Linked DNA regions of Mus musculus: regions 1, 2 and 4 are each linked to region 3. Evidence: chromatin contacts called from public Hi-C and HiChIP or PLAC-seq data. All regions are on one chromosome and are shown on one strand. The core of a region is the stretch at or near the end of the contact, and the rest is flanking DNA. Distances in the headings are between cores, read along the strand shown.

What was found. Hi-C and Micro-C count contacts between places; a contact is called where the count stands out from the background. HiChIP or PLAC-seq counts read pairs in DNA pulled down with a chosen protein or histone mark.
Region 1: a contact with region 3 is called in a Hi-C map of the N1E-115 cell line, with 3 times the contacts expected there. The contact joins the enhancer-like site here to the promoter of Ap3b1 in region 3. A contact is called at or near these places in 6 of 39 promoter capture datasets (the 3T3-L1 cell line, HPC-7-derived erythroid cells, hippocampal neurons and 2 more), 9 of 484 Hi-C or Micro-C datasets (the N1E-115 cell line, adipose-derived mesenchymal stem cells, bone marrow-derived macrophages and 5 more), 7 of 115 datasets of contacts at active chromatin or transcription factors (bone marrow-derived dendritic cells, bone marrow-derived macrophages, embryonic stem cells and 1 more) and 2 of 9 other capture datasets (embryonic stem cells and macrophages).
Region 2: a contact with region 3 is called in an H3K4me3 HiChIP or PLAC-seq map of bone marrow-derived macrophages, with 3 times the contacts expected there. The contact joins the enhancer-like site here to the promoter of Ap3b1 in region 3. A contact is called at or near these places in 4 of 484 Hi-C or Micro-C datasets (Sertoli cells, bone marrow-derived macrophages, embryonic fibroblasts and 1 more) and 2 of 115 datasets of contacts at active chromatin or transcription factors (acute myeloid leukemia and bone marrow-derived macrophages).
Region 4: an H3K4me3 HiChIP or PLAC-seq map of bone marrow-derived macrophages shows a contact between it and region 3, with 2.1 times the contacts expected there. The contact joins the enhancer-like site here to the promoter of Ap3b1 in region 3. A contact is called at or near these places in 4 of 39 promoter capture datasets (the 3T3-L1 cell line, hippocampal neurons, liver and 1 more), 1 of 484 Hi-C or Micro-C datasets (DN3 thymocytes), 4 of 115 datasets of contacts at active chromatin or transcription factors (bone marrow-derived macrophages, embryonic stem cells and pancreatic cancer cells) and 4 of 9 other capture datasets (adipose tissue, liver, macrophages and 1 more).

Annotation. Positions count from the first base shown.
Region 1 is chr13:94,210,685-94,213,529 of GRCm38.p6, forward strand. The region is part of intron 6 of Scamp1 (secretory carrier membrane protein 1); the gene reads right to left. Among named protein-coding and RNA genes, the nearest start is that of Scamp1, 73 kb to the right of the region's middle. Within about 2 kb of position 1,452, at least 14 of the 459 cell types and tissues checked have an H3K27ac peak or open chromatin away from gene starts, as enhancers often do. A contact at or near this core is called in the N1E-115 cell line, where this site is marked.
Region 2 is chr13:94,148,662-94,151,934 of GRCm38.p6, forward strand. All of the region lies in intron 2 of Lhfpl2 (lipoma HMGIC fusion partner-like 2), which reads left to right. Among named protein-coding and RNA genes, the nearest start is that of Lhfpl2, 93 kb to the left of the region's middle. Within about 2 kb of position 1,925, at least 18 of the 459 cell types and tissues checked have an H3K27ac peak or open chromatin away from gene starts, as enhancers often do. A contact at or near this core is called in bone marrow-derived macrophages and embryonic fibroblasts, where this site is marked.
Region 3 is chr13:94,357,341-94,360,219 of GRCm38.p6, forward strand. Ap3b1 (adaptor-related protein complex 3, beta 1 subunit) reads left to right here and starts at 1,620. Exons shown (of 27, transcript NM_009680.3): 1 at 1,620-1,891. The coding sequence starts at 1,764. Gm9776 (predicted gene 9776) reads right to left here and starts at 1,583. Exons shown (of 1, transcript NR_045619.1): 1 at 1-1,583.
Region 4 is chr13:94,189,143-94,191,950 of GRCm38.p6, forward strand. Lhfpl2 (lipoma HMGIC fusion partner-like 2) reads left to right here. Exons shown (of 4, transcript NM_172589.2): 4 at 2,706-2,808. LOC115488151 (a long non-coding RNA gene) reads left to right here. Exons shown (of 2, transcript XR_003950582.1): 2 at 1-460. Among named protein-coding and RNA genes, the nearest start is that of Scamp1, 95 kb to the right of the region's middle. Within about 2 kb of position 1,444, at least 47 of the 459 cell types and tissues checked have an H3K27ac peak or open chromatin away from gene starts, as enhancers often do. A contact at or near this core is called in bone marrow-derived macrophages and pancreatic cancer cells, where this site is marked.

The DNA of each region.
Region 1 (2,845 bases), core at 202-2,701, 150 kb before region 3:
AAGAAAAGGGGGAGACTGTCAGTCTTCACAGCACTTTCCTACACACACACACACACTCACACACACACACACACTCTCACACACACACACTCTCTCTCTCTCACACACACACACACACACACACACACACACACACACACACACACGTGCGCGCCAAACCATAAGGAGGCAAACGAGAGAGGACCCAAGGCCTACTTCAGCAACCCTCTGTGCAAACAACCACGACCATCCCTGGGTCACTCCACTCAACTTCCAGCTGCACCAGAATCCACCTCAACAGAAAGTTCAGATTTCCTTTTAAAAAAAAGTTCTCTTCTAGTTTTTGTATGTGGCTGTTTTGCCTGTGTGTAAGTATGTGTGTGTAGTGCCCCTGGAAGCCAGAAGAAAAGATCAGATCCCCTGGGGCTTGAATTACAAATGGTTGTGTGTTGGAAATCAAGCCTGAGTTCTGTGGAAGAGCAGCCAGTGCTCTTAGCCACTGAGCCACCTCTTCAGGCCCCAGTTTTCCTTTGTTAGTGAACTACTTTATAGAATCAACACAAACTACTTAAAACATGTAATTTGTAAGTATCAACATGTATTTATCTGGACTTTACCCCACTGACACTGAGAACTTATCTTAAGCTTCTCCTCCCTCCTCCCTCCTCCCTCCTCCCTCCTCCCTCCTCTGACCTAGCCTCCTGTCATCCGGGCTTGCTGTTTTTTAGGGTTTGTATGAATGGGATGTATGCAGTCCATGCTCTTTCTTGGCCTGCTTCCAGCATTTAACAGTGACTCTGTCTGTGTTTGGCTCGTTGTGTGCTATTCACTGGGGTGGGAAAGCATGTCGTTTCCAGCTTTTGCTATTACAAATCACGCTGCTGTGAGCATTTATGTGTGAATCTTCATAAGGACACAGGTTTCCTTTTATCATGGGTAAACACCTATAAATGCATGTGGTAAACATACATTAAGTGTTTAAGAAACTGCTGACTTATAAGGTCGCTCCATTTCACACTGCAGTGAGTCTTTCAGGTCCTCTGCATCTCATTCACACTTGCTGTGGTCATGTGTGCAACCCTAGCCATTTTAATTAGCATGTCCAATTGTGATGGTTAAGTGGGTTGGGCTGGCAGACTTCTGGGAGAGATCAGTAAAGCAGGCCTCAAGCTTTTCTAAGGAAATTACATCAGGACTAATGAGTAGTTTAAGCCCTAAACCCAGGCTGGATTCAGAATCTGAGTGGACTGCTGGGAGGTGGCGGAGGTGGCAGAGGTGGCAGAGGTGGCAGAGGTGGGGACTGGAGGAAGCAGGTGACTGGGCATGCTGGGGGCTTTATCCTGCCTCTCCTGTTCCTGCTCCACTCTTGCCTCCTGGCTGCCATGCTGGATCTGCCCCCTCATGCCCACCATCATGGACTCACAATGCTGACATCACAAGCAGACCTCTCTCTTCAGCTGGTGTGTGTTGTTACAGTGACAAGACGCTGACAAAGCTGATGCCATACTTAGCAGTGATTAACATGTTCTTAGTGAGCACTGTTGTTCAGCAACTTTTCATTTTATCCATAGATCTTTGTTAGACTGTTAAAATCTTTTCCTGGTGTGTTAACTAAATTTTCTTCTTTATTCTTGATTTTTGAAAGTTTTTTAAAAATATTCTGGATATACCAGCCTTTACTTAGATACAAGCTTGGCAAAAGTCTCCGGTCGTCTGGGCTTGTCTTTGCAATCTGTGCATATGTGTGAGAAGCATGTCTGCATTTGAGGCATCCCAAAAGTGTCTGCAGAGGAAAAGTTTTGCCTTTTTATGAATTCCAATTTGCCTACTCATTCTTTTTGGTACTGGATTAAAACAAACAAACAACAGTTTAGCAAAGCCAAGTCTCCCCCATCAGTCTTGCAGCTCTGCATCTGTGCGTGTGTTCTTTGAACTGGCTTTCTGAAAACATGGTATGACATGTTATTCTGTCATAAAAATTACAAAAAAAAAAACAAAACAAAAACAACAACAACAACAACAAAAACCCAGCTTATTTCTGAAAGTAAGGTATGGTTGAATTTTGTTCACACAAGGATAGCCAACTGTTCCAGCAATGGTTCTTAGACAGCCTTTTCTGAGCTTTGAATCTTCCTCAAGGTGTGCTGAGAGATTCCCAATAGCTGCCCTTGTAGAGGGTCAGTTGCCAAGAGTCACATAACTCACAACCACCTACAATTCCTATTCCAAGGGACCCGATGCCCTCTTCTGGCCTCTGCCAGCACAACAGGCACACAGTGCACACACATAATAAAAGTAAATAGCTTTGATTTTTTTTAAATTGGCTTTTACATATGGAAGGACTCATTTTCATGTTCAGACTGTTAATCTCTTTATGGTACAATGTCGTTGACATGAAGACATCACTGTGACTAGTGGCACATTCTAGCAGGTCTTCAGACCAGGGAGTACATATCAGTATGCCATCTTGACTGTTCTTTTGTAGACTAGCTTTAAATATTCAAGGCTTTGGTATTTCCATACATCTTTGGAAGAACAGTATCATATTTCTGGACAACAGCCCGCTGGGATTTTCACTGGGGTTATGCTGCAGACCTTCAGGGTCACTGACAAAGTTCACACCTTAGGAACACGGAGTCTTCTGGGCCATGGTAGAATATTTATCTCCATTTATATTTTCTACAGAGATGATTATGGATCTATAAATACAGTTTTGCTTCTTTTCAGACCTGGATGCTTTTCTTTCTTACCTAATTATACTGGCCAGAAATGTTGTGAATTTCCTGACCTTAGACAGAAAGCTCTCTCAGCCTTGCACACAGCGCCTGGCTATGCGCTCCAGGCGTTGGCAGTACACTTCCTCTGC
Region 2 (3,273 bases), core at 675-3,174, 210 kb before region 3:
AGATTAAAATTTCCTTTGATCGTTTTTAAGGCTTTCTTGAGGATATAGATAGTTTGCTACTTGGGGAATTGAAAAAGCACCGCCCTGGAGGCCAGAGTTCATGTTGGGTTCTAAGATCCCTTGGTTGACAGAGAAGCTGGATCTTGTGCTGTTTAAATGTTTGCAAGTTATTCTGGGGCAAGGGTTACAGGGATAAAACATCTCTGAAAGATGCTTCTCTGGCAGTGGTGGGGGTGGGGGAATGTTTTATCCTTTGAGTGAAGGACTAGGTGTGAATGGTAATGGCAACTGCTGACCACTGTGTCCTGGCAAAGTGCCACTGTGACGTGCCACCCCTCTCCCACTGAGTTCTGCCCCTCTTCCCTCCCCCTTCCCCCAACTCCCACCCCCAACCCACGTGCACATTTTGATTCTTTCTGCCCTCCATGTCGTCAGCTATGGTCTCCAGACTGTTTTCAAAGCCTGAAAGGGTTTCTGATGAACTTGAGTTTGAGTGGACGCCCTGTCTGGATGATCTCATAGAGGAAGCCCAGCCAGCTACATTTTTGCAGATCTATGACATCCTGGAAGGACTCTTGCACCTCTGGGGAGAAATGCTTAGGTCCCTGAGGGTGTGAGTAGCCAGCCTGATTTTACCACTCTGACACCAGAAGGTTCCTGCCTGTGATTCTAATTGTATCAGAGATATTTATCATGCTATGTCAGACTCGGATGCTACCTGTCTTGTGCACAGGTAGTATCGGGTATGTGGAGGAACTTGCAGACAACCTAGCCTTGAAGTGTGGGCTCCTGCAGAGATGCAGCCTTGCGATCAACACAATAATAACAATAAGTCTAGTTGGTTCTCAAGACACAACTAAAGCCCCTAGCTTGGCACAGGAGCAAGGCTACAGCCTCTAAATCTTGAAAGGAAGGTCTGGGGCCTGGGAGGTGTCAGCAGAGTAGGGAGGCCATGGTTCGAAGCCGGTGAGCAGAGATGGGGAGGTGAGAACTGGAGTTGCTATCGTGGGCTTGCCATTCAGTCTGGTGCCTCTCCTCAGCCTTGGCTGTGCTGGTTCTGTGTGGCTGCAGTTGGGAAAGGGATTATAGGGTCATCCTCTTCCCCTTCCCCTACATTTGACCACCAGGGACAGTGCCCTGCTCCCTCTGGGAGGCACTGTGAAGAAGAGACAGGATGGAGGGAGTGGGATGGGAAAGGAGGTTCAAATGGGTTTCTCAGAGTCAGCCATGTCTTTTTCTCTGACGGTTAGCGGTGTGGAGTATGAGTAGGTGGAAGGGTGAGGCTCAGTGGCTCGTGCCAAATGTGACATGTGGTGGCGCATCAGTGTGGGACTGCCTCCATGGCATCTTGGCAGGCCGCCGTTCCCTACCATGTCTCCCCTGTGTCTGAACCCTGGGCTGTGTCCCTGGAGTTCAGGTGAAACCTCACTTCCTTTTGTGAGATCCAAACCATAGAAAGAGCATGGTAGCTGCTCTGGGACGTGACACGGTGGGCTGTTCTCCTCCCCCACCCCCACCCCCCTCCGGGACTCTTAATAGTCTCATAGACTGGCTCAGCTTGCAGTGAGATAGATGCCTCAGGAGATTGTCACCTGTGTGGCCTCTGTGATTTTGACAGTGTTTGTCCTTGGGCCTTACCCTACTCTTCTCTTGCCCTTGTGTGACAGGAATAGAGAGAGTTCCCAGCTCTGCCTTGTGGATAGTGGAAGTACTTCATGGCACCATTTACTGCTCATGAAGTCTCCTACAGCCTGGGCAGAGGAGGCCCTAGGCCTCAGATAGCCATCTGGAGGCTAACGCTTAGGCCATTGATTGCCCTAAACATCTGAATCCATTTTAGTGACATGAAATATAGGGAAGACAGGGCCTCATCTAGAGTTCTGCTTTTCCATTGCTAGCTTGCCTTGAATGGTAAGGGTGCTCAGGAAAGGAAAACAGCAGCAGTCACCGAGAGGTGGGACGAGTCACCGCTGTGGAGGGGTGAGGTTCCAGAGCATGGAATCACAGAGTCATGGCCGTTAGAGCTGTTAGGCCCCAACAACGCCCTTTCTGATGGATGGCCTCCTCATCCATGGGGGAACTCCCTGAGCAGTCTGACTGGGGACCTCCTGCTAGTCTCTGGGTTTCTAGTCTGGCCCTCCCTCCTCCATTTGTAGTTATTCTCTGGGATGCTTCTGGCTTCCATTGGTAGCCAGGGAGTTCCTGCTGAGCCCAGGCCTGAGGAAACTAGCCCCTACAACCTTTGACAGACAGCCCTTGGTGACTGTGATAGATCCCAGAGTGCTTTGAGTCAGGCATCTGTCTCCACTCATACATTTTAGGCCAGGGACCCATGTGCATGGGTCCCTGTACCCTAGTTCTTTATCCCATGAGTGGGTTGACCACAGTTCCCAGCCTGTCATCCTTAGAATGATCCCCACTCTCCTGACTCCCCAGAAGGCCATTGTGTCTCCCCGCTAGAGCGTTTCTTGACCCATCTCCACTGGCCAGGGGACAGATAGCTACATGGATTCAGTCTCTTTCATTTGCTCTTTCTTTCAAAGCCCTGTTTTAAAATCAGAAGGTCTGGGGAGAAGTGATGGACCCGAGGCCTTAAGCTTCCAAGAAGGCTGCTCGCACTCTGGGAGTGAAAAGAAACATTTTCAGGAGTAAGGGCTTGGCAGAGTCCTTCCCCTCTTTTCAGAGACAATCCTGCAGATTACGGTTTGGGCCCCTTGGTTTATTACTTAGCCTGCGTGAGAGAGAGAGAGAGAGAATGACAGGCAATGCTTGCTTTCATTCTGCTGGAGAAGGGCCTCTGCCCTTGATTCCAGAGGCACTGTTCAAGCACTCCTATTGTCCTGGTCACAGAGGGCCCCCTCTCCTTCTGTGTACAGATGTCAGGGACTCCAGGTTTGCTCACTTGTTCCCTCACACCGTGTGCCCCAGAGTCTCCCTTAACCCCAGAGTCCACAGCCTAGAGCAAGCCCTGCTGCTTGTTGCTTCTGATTTTGTCTCATGTGTGTCTGTCACAGGCATTCTCAGGAAGCGCACCAGGCAGCACTTGGTACCCATGTTTTGAGTTACTCTGGTAAGGAATAGAACAGAGCTTCACAGCAAAGGGCAGTGTTCACTGCCACGAAGATCCTACTCTTGAGCCGTTCCTCTGGTACAGGAGAGTATCAGGAATAGGAAAGATGTCGCCTAGCTTCTTTATCTGGACTTAGACCTAAGTGCTTGTTCTGGTAGAGATGTGGGCCTTAAGGTGCTGAGGAGGCAAAGGGCTTCAGTCAA
Region 3 (2,879 bases), core at 370-2,869:
GTGGTGGCTCACAACCATCCGTAACGAAATCTGATGCCCTCTTTTGGAGTGTCTGAAGACAGCTACAGTGTACTTACATATAATAAATAAATAAATCTTAAAAAAAAGAAAATACCTAATAAAATAATAATAAAAAGAAAATGAACTATTCAAGATAAATTGGATTAACATGTCCATGTGAAAAAAAAACTCACATGAAAGATAATCATATTCATTATCAACATGAATATAAAAATTAATTAGAACACAAAAATCTATATCACATTATGACAAAATTATGAGAATGTGAGGAAATCCCTCTCATACGTAAATGGTAGGAGAGCAATTTAGAATATCTAGTAAAAGCGTTTACATTCCAAAATAAAAACAATTATATACTCAGGTATATTTTGTACTGAGGATGTGTTCACATTGTCATTACTTGACAAAATAAGCAAAGCCTAGTGTCTTCCCGTAGTAAATGAATTTATCCATGCACACCACTTAGTATAGTGTCTGGGGTATAAGCTAAGCATCATATAACACCTTGTTATGTATCATCACCATCGATCAGTCAGTCGTAGGAGAGATTCTACAAATCTATCAATATCATCAACACTGGGAAGAAACATATTTGCGATGCTCGAACACTGTCTGGATAGGTGTATTGAAAAGCTAATTAACCGCCAACGTTTGGTCAGTTTGGAGGCTGATTGCTCCTCTCTCTCCTAGCACTAAGGAGGAGCGTGTTTTCCGAGAGACAACGCAATCTTTCAGTCAAGTCGAGAAATCTTGGTGGGACCTTGGTGTTTGCCTGGTGCTACCCTTGGGTTTTGGTGATTTGCTGCAGGGCTGCAGGTATTCAGTCCTTTCTGGACCGCATGTGTAGGGAAAGAGGAACGAAGGAACGGTAGTCACCAGGGAGGCTGGTGAGGGTCCTCTTGGAAAGCTGCCCGGGACAGAAGGGTTGCAGTTCTGCAGCCAGAAACCATCCCATCTTGCTGCTTAGGTGTTGTTGGAAAGCCACTTGCCCAAGAGTGGAAGCAGGCGGCGCTCGGAGGAGAGCGCACTCCAGCTTCTGGCCCAGGCTTAGCTCGCGGCAGCTGACTGCGGGCAGGACGCAAGCCTCGAACTTCAAGTAAGAACCTCGGGCCCCAGGAAAAACTTAGGCAAAGCTTGCAGGCGGATGATCGCCTCCGCGCAGATCCTGAAAGCCTCCTCCGAAGGAGGAGCTTTCACGTCTAGAACGTCAGGCCACTCTGGCTGTGAGAGGGGCGGAAGCCAGCCTCGAGGGCTGAGAGCTTGTGGCCGCTGAAGCCAAGTTCTTCCGACCTGTGCACCGCGTTTCAGGAGCCATCGGGGAGCGATCAGTGGACAGCAGAAGAGAAGCAACGAACCCTGGAGGATCTGAGATCTCCTCCACCAAAACGCATCCAAGGGCCTCATATCCAGTTCTTTACGTGCCCACGACTCTCCGGCTGACCCGGTGCAAAACCCCAGCTTCCTGTTAAGGGTCCCGAGTGTAGCTTCCCGGCAGCCCCTAACACCCGGAGCGCGACAATCTAGCGCACCGGGAGCGGCAGGCGCGGGCCCGCACGGACACAGTGCGCACGCGCAGGGGGTGGGCCGCCCGGTCAGCCGGAGCAGTGACGAGCCCGGAAGCGCCGGCGCGCGCCCCCTCCGCCCCAGAACTAGTTTGGTTCGGTGTCCTCCGAACGCCAGCCATCCGTAGAGGACCCCGCACGCTCTCTCCCGCACCCGCCTGCTGGCCAGCACCGCCCGCGATGTCTAGCAACAGTTTCGCCTACAACGAGCAGTCGGGAGGAGGGGAGGCGGCGGAGCTCGGGCAGGAGGCCACCTCGACCATCTCTCCCTCGGGCGCCTTCGGCCTCTTCAGCAGCGATTGGAAGAAGTGAGGACCGGGGTTCGGGGTGCGGGAGCGCTGCCGGGACGCGAGGCGGCCGCCCGGGCTGCTCTCGGTTCCTGGGGAACCTCCCTGCCGCCCCCGCTGCGGTGGGTCGGTGGGTGGGTGGGTGGGGGTGGCCCCGCCGGGTGCGGGGCTTGTTGGGGACGTCTGGGGACGCCCAAGGCGGCGCCTGTGGTCTTCAAACTTTGGTGTGTGTGGGGGGGAAAAAGCAAACCAGTTGGTGAGCCGAGGTTCCACTTCCCAAACCGTTGACTGAGTTGATCTGGGCTGCGCACAGGAGTTTGAATTTTGAACTTCTAGTGAATTTGAGGTCTACAGGATCAGACCTCGAGAAAGTCATTTATTTAAAGGTGACGAGGGTATTTGGGGAAGGGAGTGGGGAGTGGGCCTGCTGCTTATTGGGACCCTATAATGTAGGGACTAAGCGGTGGTTTGGGGGTTTTGTATAAATGACAAACTTATTTTTTCTACCACCTTTGGCGTTTTTCATGTGATGATCTTTGCACCAGGGTACTTCCCCGCCCCCACTGAAGCACTGAGATAATATTTAAATAGAGTGTTGTTGTGAACCAAACCCAGTTCTAGTTCTTTACAAATAGTATGAATTTTAAAAATAAGCACCAACCGTGTATACTGATTTTTGTAAAAAGTTACTTATGGTTCGCGTCAAATACCGCCAAGAATTGAAAACATCCTTAGCGGGTTCTGTTTTAGTTTGGGTTTTACATTTTGGCGTGTTGATGGGCTGTGGATAAATGTACAGAATTATGACAACTTAGATTATTTGTCGTTCCCCTCCCTTTTCTTTCTGACAGGGTCTCACTGTGTAACCTTGGCTGGCCTGGAACTCACTAGGTAGAGCAGGCTAGCCTGAAACTCAGAGAAATCCTCCTGCCTCTGCTACTCCAGTGCACACACCACCATGCCATTACACATTCTTTTTAAATTTTTGTTCTCTTATTGTTACGCAGTA
Region 4 (2,808 bases), core at 194-2,693, 170 kb before region 3:
CAGCCTTTACTTACATTCTATGAGGAGGGGACACTTTTTATTCTGGATTCTAACTTTATTATATCTTTTTGGCAAAACAACTTAAACCATCTCCCTTATACTTTCTATCAGTTATTCTAATAAGTTCCTAAAATTATCTGAATCAAATCAGGAAGTCTATAAAATCATTAATTCATCTAAACAGCATTAATCCACGAAAGTGGGTCTGCAGGAAATTTGCCCAATGGGGTGGGTTAATACCCAGGAATCAATCATAACCGACTACAGGCAGAAGGGGTCTTTCTTTGCCCAATCACGCCCTGTCAGAACAATGAGGAACACAGCAATGGCAAACAAGAAGGCACATCAAGAGCAAGAGCAATCCTGGGATGCGGGCTCTGGGGTCCACCTATCCTCTCAGCCATTTTCTGTTTGTACCATTTCTTTCTATTGCCTTATTGCGGTAAGACTTCAAACACAATACTGACTAAAATTGTAGTAGACCTTTATCTCTAGCCCCTAACTCTGGATGTAATTTTCCCCCATTTCCTGTGCACGTTAGAGGTTTTTCATATAAACCCTTAGAGATGTGTTATTGTTGTTGTTTAAGATTTATTTATTTTATATGAGTACACTGTAGCTGCCTTCAGACACACCACAAGAGGGCATCAGAACTCATTACAGATGGTTGTGAGCCACCATGTGGTTGCTGGGAATTGAACTCGGGACCTCTAGAAGAACAGTCAGTGCTCTTAACCTCTCAGCCATCTCTCCAGCCCCAGATGCGTTGTTCTTTGAAGTTTAACATGAAAGGATGTTAAAGTTTGTCAAAGGTCTTTTCCATATCGGCTGAGATGGTGTAGATTTTTGTCCCTACATCTTATTTCTCTGTTGTAGTTTACATTTGTTGAACTGTCCTGGCAGCCCTGGAATTAAAACCAAGATGGCCGTGGTGTTGATGTCTTGGGTGTATGACTGTGTTGAGAACTGTGGGTCTGTGGCTTTTGTTCTCGGGCATGTTCTCATATCTGGTTTTGGTATCAGGGTTAGGGTTAGCATTCCTGACTTTTAAAACTGTAACTGTAGTGGTTGTCCCCGCTGTGCTTTGTGCGATAGTTTGAAGAGCATAGTGTTAGTTCACCCCTACAGTGGCCCAGTGATGGGCTCCTTTTGTTGGGAGACGGTCAGTCTCACTGGACATAAGAGAGCTATTTGTTTTTCTCTTCTAGATTTTCCAATCTCCTAGTGACCCTTAAATTTCACTTGCAGCTGTTATTTTTTTTTTCCTTTTGGCTTGGCTTAAGAGTTGTAGGTCTTGTTTTATTACAGAAATACCATTTACAGACTTTACAAACCACACCCACCCTTTAGGTTTAAGATTGGTACACTTTTATGATGGTGAATCAGGCAGGTCTTGATTCAGGCAAGGCTTGGAATGACAAATGACTCATCCACTTGTGAGCTCTGGAACTGACTCCATCCCCTGCATGAGACTGCTGTCCCCAGCTGTCCACACACAGTGCATTGTCCCTGTTAGCCTTTCACTTACAAAGGCCCCAATCCTTGGTCCTTGTTGCTGCTGCCATCTCTTTAGCTACCACACTAGAGCTTAGTCTGGCCATAGACTAAAACCCGCCCTCCCTTACAGCACAGGGCTGTCAGCTGACATTCTACTGGGAATCATGGTTTCCTTTCCCCTTCTTCGTGAGCTGCTTGTACTGGTGAGTGGCCAGGCCTAGGGTAAGGCCACTACCTAAAGTTGTTTCTCTAGTCCTCACTTAGGTTAGACCAGGCAGGAAACCACCTCTAAATTGTTGAAACCCTGTGACTTGTGAACATGCAGCAGTGAGGGCCAGAACAGTGCTGGCCGAGTGGGGTACGTGTGTGCTGGTGTGTGTGCAGGGCGGAGCTCACTGAAAGCCATTTAGACAGCAAAGTGCCATGACACTGGCAGTTTGTTTCTATAGAGGCGTAGACATACACCTCTCCCCTTGGCATGCAGGTCAAACAATGCTTTTCGTGGGTGTAGGTTAAGAGTTAGTCTTAAGGCTCCTGACTTTTGTCTATAACTAGGCTGAGGCCACAAGGTTCTGAGTGAATTACTTTATACCAGTGATTGGCAAGCTCTGTCAAAAGCTAGATCATAATTTGTGTTTTGCAGGCCAGGTGTTCAGAAGGAAGCATGTCTCTGTTCTAATGTGTTCTAATAAAACTTTATTATGTGTTATTATTGGGTTTGGCATGTATGTATACCGTATGCATGCTTGGTACCTATGGAGGTCAGAAGAGGCTGGCTGTCAGGTCCTCTGGACCGGTAGTGAGCTACCGTTGGGTGCTAGAACCAAACCGTGTGCTGTACAAGAGCAATATGCACTCTTCCTGCGGAGCCATCTCTTCAGACCCTTTGTAAAGCCATATTTGGCCTTAGTAAGCCTCTTAACACCAAGAAACAGGAGCAAACTCACTGGTGGAGTCACATGCCACCATACACAAACTGGCTGGAAATACTAGGTAAGCTCTCTTCCCCCTCATCTAGACTCCATACTTAAAAGTGTGCCTGGTAAAGTGACCTTGGCTATTCAGGTCAGGCTTCTATCCAAGACACTAACACTTTTCTATTGTAGAGTGGATGGCCCCGCCCAAAGCCAGCGACCATAAGGGCCCGGCAGATGCTGCAGGTTGCCTAGGCACCAAAGGCTTCACCTGTTTTCTCTTCTGTCCCTCAGGTCTGTTCCTTATCCTCGGCCTGATCCTCTACCCCGCAGGCTGGGGCTGCCAGAAAGCCATAGACTGTGGACGGTATGCGTCCCCCTACAAACCTGGAGACTG